2 separate regions of the Mus musculus genome follow, and region 1 is linked to region 2. The links are chromatin contacts, called in public promoter capture Hi-C maps. All regions are on one chromosome and are shown on one strand. Each heading gives the region's core, a stretch centred on a gene start, on an enhancer-like site or on the middle of the called end of the contact. The rest is flanking DNA. Distances are from core to core; before and after follow the strand shown.

Region 1 (3,019 bases), core at 441-2,940, 69 kb after region 2:
GATCTACCACCACTTATTACTGTGTTTCCCGAAAAATGCACCCATGCTCCCATTTGCTCAGAGAGCTGTATCAATGTGCCACGGGGAAGCTAAGCTTTCCACACATATGTTCCCTTTGCCAGCGCTGATTCTTCACGTAGCCCCTTGGATTTTATTGACAGGTCTGATGCTTTGCTAACTTAGAAATGTGTGCAAGGAGAAAGAAGTGTGAAAAGCTACTAAAGAATCATTGATGAATTGGGAATTTACTGTGATAGGTTGTGTGAACTCTGCCTGATTAAACTTTCTCTGTGCAAAACAGACAGCAGAAAGAAAATGTACTCTGAATAAAGGTTACAATCACATGGAAAGAAACTGTGTGTTTCTCATCAGATTGACTCCTGATTTCAAAAGGAAGCAGGCCTTTTGCAACTCCTCAAATCTGAATTAGAGATTATCTTGCCAAATCTTGATGGAGAAAGCTCAGCTTCCTCCTCTCACCCACTTCTTCCCTGGGAGCATGACTCCCATCTGAGAGTGGTACCCTTACTCCTTGGCCTTTCAAGGCCTTCCAGCCTAATTTTAAAGGTTGTGAATTAAGGATGAAACTCCTAAGAATAAGAAAGGTTTTCTGCATCCAACATACCTGTGAACATCAGCTACTCAGGGCAATGTGCGGGGACTGCTCAGGGATCCATGGCAGTTTCTCTCACAAGAAAAAAAAATGGAGCTTACTTCTGTTCTGTTCCTAATCTAGCTAGGTCTTTAAACAGCAGCATGTAAAGATACCAGATTACCAACAAAGGAGACCAGGAAGTGGAAGGCAAAGTGGTTTTTCAATGGCTGAGAAGGCACAAGTTGTCCGGAACCAAGGTGTGCCCATTAGTGCCCAATGTTTCTCAAACATAAAAAGGGAGGGCACTGAAATTAATATCAAAAGGTTGCCAACCAGCCCCGGGGTCAGAAATACTTAACAAAGAATGTCGCACGCAAACTAGAACAGCCACCAACCATTCTATATTTTGGAGGTACCTCTCCTCTAGGTCTAGGGCGGGGCACAAAAAAAGTTAAGGCCAAAGTGAAAACGTTTCTGATTTCTGCAAACAGTGCTGTGACAGTGCTCCACAGCCTGGGGATGGCTGTGAGCCTGTCCCCAGCTCCAGGCTAAGTGGGGGTGGGGATGAAGAAGAAACACCAGAGGGAGAGTCTTAACTGTGCCTCAGTTTCTACGCAGTCTCAGAACTGGTAGCTTTTACCCATGTCTCCAGCTGTTTTTTTGTTTTATTTTGTTTTTTTTTAAACAGGCTGAACTTTTTTTTTAACTTAGATTCAACCAACTCAGGCAACATGCCCTCACAAGGGACTGCTCCTCCCATGCGCCCCCACCCCCACCCCCCAATTCTCTCAAGTGAAAAAAAATGTGAAGGATTCTGGGGACTCTGAATAGTAGAGAAAGGGGGCTAGGGCAGAGAGGACCAAGCCTAGTCAGGCCCGCTGGAACTGAGGCAAGACTGGCAGAACCAACAGCTGTCACTGCCGGATCTGTGGGGTGGAGGGTTCGGAGAAGAGTTGCGGTCCTCTCTGGATCTTTCCAACCTCCCTGAGGTTCCCACTCCGCTCGGCTGCCCATCCTTACCTGGACGTTTTTCTCCGTTTCTCCAACAGCACTTAACAAGTGCCACTGGCAAGTTAGCTTCCCAGGACCAGCTACTGGCTACTGTCCATCAAGGCCTCGCCCCTTGGCGCCCGTGCCACGCCTCCCAGAAGCCACGCCCCCAGCTCTTCAAGCACTGCTAGAGCCATTGGGACCGCCCTAATCCCGCCCCATTTAGACCTGGCGTGCCTCTGCTCTCTGGCCTAACAGACCACTTCTAACTTAAGCCACGCCCCTCAGCCCGAGCCACGCCTCTGAGTTCCTTCAGAACGGGATGGGGGGGGGGGGGAGGAGGAGAACCTCCTAACCCGGTCAACCCTGCTCCCTTCTCTGCTTGCCACAGGCAACGTTTCTGGGATAAAAGTAACAATTCTTGGATAAAATCTGACTGCTGGCCTAAAAGCCTGGTCTAAAAAGTGTCTTTCCTTAAGTTTCATCCATCTCAGAATATCATGATTTTGACAAGCTAGGGCCAGGTGACCCCCAGCGAAAGAAATGCTGGATACATTTTTTCCCATTACCATTCAGCTCAATTTACCCAAGTTTCTAAACATCCTTTGAACTTGAACTGTGGGTTCATGGTCCTTCCAGCCAGTTTGTAAATCCTTCTAAAACTGGACTGGGGCTGGAGAGATGGCTCAGTGGATAAGAACACTGACTATTCTTCCAGAGGACCTGGATTTAACTCCCAGCAACCACATGGCAGCTCATACCTGTCTAACTAGCTCCAATTCAAGGCCTTCTGACACCCTCATATAGACATACATGCAGACAAAACACCAATCAACATAAAAAAATAAAAATAAAATACAAAAAGGTAATTAAAAGAAAAGCAGGACTGTGACATTGTGTTCTAGCCCGCCGGCCTTATCTGACTTTAAATGCAAGGCAGAGGCAGAGGCAGAGGCAGAGGCAGAGGCAGAGGCAGAGGCAGAGGCAGAGGCAGAGGCAGAGGCAGAGGCAGAGGCAGAGGCAGAGGCAGAGGCAGAGGCAGAGGCAGAGGCAGAGGCAGAGGCAGAGGCAGAGGCAGAGGCAGAGGCAGAGGCAGAGGCAGAGGCATCAAACAGTCTCCAGTCTTTCCTGTAGTCTCTTACAGATGATTTTTCTTAGGTGACCAGCACCATCTTGCTATATTGAGACTGATTGTTTTGACACTAAACTAACTGAAACTCTGGTTGTGACTCAGTGCTCTGAGAGTATATATTCAGTTATCCTTCCTCCTTCAAGTCTCCCCACCCCAAAAAATGTGGAGAAGTTACAACCAGCTTGCTGCCCTTGTACTTAAGTCCCTGACTCATTCATTCAAATCACATTTACGGTGTAGATACTCCTCTGGCAAACAAGACAAACCTCAAGGTGCTGATGGTTGGATGTTGCCCCAACTCA
Region 2 (3,226 bases), core at 427-2,926:
ATGGCTGTACAACGAGTTCAGAATCAAACAAGAAAAGGAGAGGGGGAAGAGAGGGAAAGAGAGCCTGCAAATATTTAATGATTTTACAAAGTTATAGAAGTACTCATGAATATTTAAGTGTTCTATTTTTTTTCAACTCTGTGTACACTGGAAGACTTTTCAAAAATAAATAAATAAAAATCTGGCAAAATAGTTTTAATGGAAGAAAAGTTTATACCTTCTATTCAAAGTTTAAATTTGAAGGGGGAAAAAAAGAATGCCAGTTGAGACAAGTGGGAGGGGATAACTGACATGAGCTTAGGAAATTGTAGCAGATTAGCTTCAGACTTAAAGCAGGAGGGTTTTGTCATCAGTAACACAACAGCTTACTGTTCCTTTTTGTTTTCATCCTTGATGTTGGAGCCTGCCTCTCCTGAACTAGTTCTCAAGTACTGTTCCACAGTCTCCGGTGGTAAGGCTGGCCATCACCTTAACCTAGCACTGCTGTGGGAGCTCAACCCTCTTGCCTGCATTTGTAAGTGCTTGGTCATCTTATAAACATCTAATTTTATGAATCTACTAAATGTATAGCTCTACCACTTAGAATATCGGGTTCTGTCACGTGCGGGCCATTTTTAAGTGGTGTGGTGGCTAGCTGCAGAGATGAGCTGGGCAGGAAATCGAGGGAAGCAGCTGCATGGGCTGGGGGTGTAGCTCACTTGGCAGAGTGGTTTGCCTAGCACGCACGAACCGATCAACTTGCAAAGTGCCATGGTCGCCGAAACTCTGTCACCCCGACACTTCGAAGGCAGAGGCAGGAGGATCAGAAGTTTAAGAGTCGTCCTCATTTACGTGGCGGATGTAAGGGCAGCCTAGCCTGTCTGAGGCCGCGTGGGAGGGCGGAGCAGGAAGAGAGGGAGCAATTCCACATCCAGAGCAACAACTACCTGCCTCTCTGAGCCGAGCGAGCGCCTGCCGTCGCCTCTTACGTCTCTCCTTCTTCCGGAGGGCCAAGTACTTCTTACGGCTGGAAGATTGAAAAAACGCGCGCGCGCGCGCGCACGCGCACACACAGAGTGAGCATCCGCACACCCGGCTCTGCACCCTCAGGCCAGGGGCCAGCCTAGGACAGCGCTCGGAGGCAAAGGAAGAAGGCAGGCTAGCCCGCGCCGGTCGCCCCGTCCGTCCCCCGCCCCTCCTTCCGCTCCCCCCCTGCGCCCCGCCCCCCATCTCCTCGGGCGGCCCGGGACAGCCCCGGAGATAGTCGTCCCCGCCCCAGTCGCCTCGCCTCGTCATTTCCTATACCTCAGTTTCTGCGGCCCCGCCGTAGCGTCCGCCGTAGCCCCCGCCGTTTCCATACTGCTGTCGCTGTGTTCTCCCACGGCAAGGTCTCAGCGGAAGCAGCCACCCAGGTCCTCGGTCGCCCACTCCGCGCGGCCACCAACCGGTACCTGCCCAAGACGGAAGGAGACGGCTTTCTTCCCGCAGCTGGTCAGCCAGGCGCCGCGGCCTGAGAAAACAGACCCTCAAAGAGGCCGCCGCAGCCACCGCGGCAGACCTGAGTTTTCCTCCCTCGGCCAGTCAGCCAGGCATCGCGGGCTGAGAAAATGTCTCCTCACCGAAGCCGCCCCCCGGAGATCTTCCACCCCCGGAAACTCGTGCCCCAGCTCCTCGGGGCCTCGCGGGGGCCTTAGCACCGCCCCTTGCCCAGAATTCAAGGCGTTAAGGCCTAGCTCCGCCCCCTCCCATCTAAATTCCAAGGCGACGCCTCTAGGTCCCGCCTCTCTCCGCGGCTCCACCCATGAGCGCCCCAGACGAAGTTTAAGAATCCGCTTCCTCTTTGCAAAACCTGCTGGCTCTGGTTCCAAAGGAATCAGGTTTGTGACCCTTGTTCTTAATCCTGAGAAGCAGAGAGGGACCGGAGTTAAGTGCAGGGGAACGGGATCTGTTCGGCTGGCTCTGGAGTTGTGCTTGGAGAAAGAGGAAAAAAAAAACAAGCCGAAAGCGTCTGGAGGTGAAACTGACTGGAATGTGCTGGGAAGCAGGGAATTTTGTTACTGGAACAAAAGTGCAAGGCAAGGGTATCTAGAGATTGGCTGCTGCTACCCCATGCCTTTGTGCAAAGGGGAGGAGGGCTGGAGAAGAGAGCTCAGCTGTAACTGTAATGAGAGCTTTACTACTATTTCATAAGATACAAGTTTGGTTCCCAGCACCCACCAGACAGTTCACAACCATCTGTAACTCCAGTTTCAGGGGATCCTGTGCTGCAAACACGCAATGGACATACATAAAATAAATCTTTAAAAACATTTACATATGCAACGAGAAAATGTCCCTCTTCTTAATCCTCGGCTGGCTTTTGCAGCCTGCCTCTAGGATCTTGGTTCCCTGTGTTTGTTGAGGAGTCTCCTTCTACTCCCTGCCTCTGGGGAACGCAGACCCCCAGGCTGCTGCTGCGGAGGTTGAGCTGGACAACTATAGCAGTCTCCAGGAGTGTTTTTTTTTAATGGGGAAATTTTACGTTGCAATGTAAAGGATTAAATTAGCAGGACAAGGTAGTTCACACCTAATCCAATACTCTTAGAACTTAAGAAACTAAGGCAAGAGGATCAGGGGTTCAAGGTCAACCTTGGCTATTTAGAGAGTTCAAGGCCAACTTGAGCTACCTGACACTTCCATTAAAAAAGAATTGGTGGCTCAGGCCTTTAATTCCAGCACTTGGGAGGCAGAGGCAGGTGGATTTCTGAGTTCGAGACTAGCCTTGTCTACAGAGTGAGTTCCAGGACAGCCAGGGATATACAGAGAAACCCTGTCTCGAAAAACAAACAAAAATAAAATAAATAAGAAAGACAAGAAAAAGGTAATACTGTATCACAATCATCTAGGTGAGGTGTGATGTGGAACTAGAGAGGAAAATAAAAATAGGGCTGGCAGATGATTAAGCAGGTAAAGATGCTGAGGATCTAAACTCGATCCCCAAGGACCTATATAGCAGGAGAGAACAGACTCCCACACATTGTCCTCTTTGGCATGCATTCCCACATTAAATAAATAAATATAAAAACAACAAGTGGGCAAGAGACAAGAAGGCAAGAGTAAGAGGCAAGAGAGTGAGGAGGTGGCAAGCAGCCCCTTTTATAGTGGACCAGGCCTACCTGGCTGTTGCCAGGTAACTGTGGGGAGGAGCATACCTGACTGTTGGCAGGTAACTATGCAGGTGGAGTTTAGACAGAATGCTAACACTTTG

Evidence for each region. Capture Hi-C pulls out chosen DNA fragments and counts their contacts.
Region 1: a contact with region 2 is called in a promoter capture Hi-C map of liver. The contact joins the promoter of Car5b here to the promoter of Zrsr2 in region 2. A contact is called at or near these places in 15 of 39 promoter capture datasets (the 3T3-L1 cell line, 3T3-L1-derived adipocytes, cranial neural crest and 9 more), 3 of 484 Hi-C or Micro-C datasets (embryonic stem cells, memory CD8 T cells and natural killer cells), 5 of 115 datasets of contacts at active chromatin or transcription factors (astrocytes, effector CD8 T cells, embryonic stem cells and 1 more) and 3 of 9 other capture datasets (adipose tissue, liver and pancreatic islet).

Annotation. Positions count from the first base shown.
Region 1 is chrX:164,026,320-164,029,338 of GRCm38.p6, forward strand. Car5b (carbonic anhydrase 5b, mitochondrial) reads right to left here and starts at 1,691. Exons shown (of 8, transcript NM_181315.4): 1 at 1,616-1,691.
Region 2 is chrX:163,956,990-163,960,215 of GRCm38.p6, forward strand. Zrsr2 (zinc finger (CCCH type), RNA binding motif and serine/arginine rich 2) reads right to left here and starts at 1,677. Exons shown (of 11, transcript NM_009453.3): 1 at 1,285-1,677; 2 at 927-1,006. The coding sequence starts at 1,337. Gm38561 (a long non-coding RNA gene) reads left to right here and starts at 1,752. Exons shown (of 4, transcript XR_878297.3): 1 at 1,752-1,856.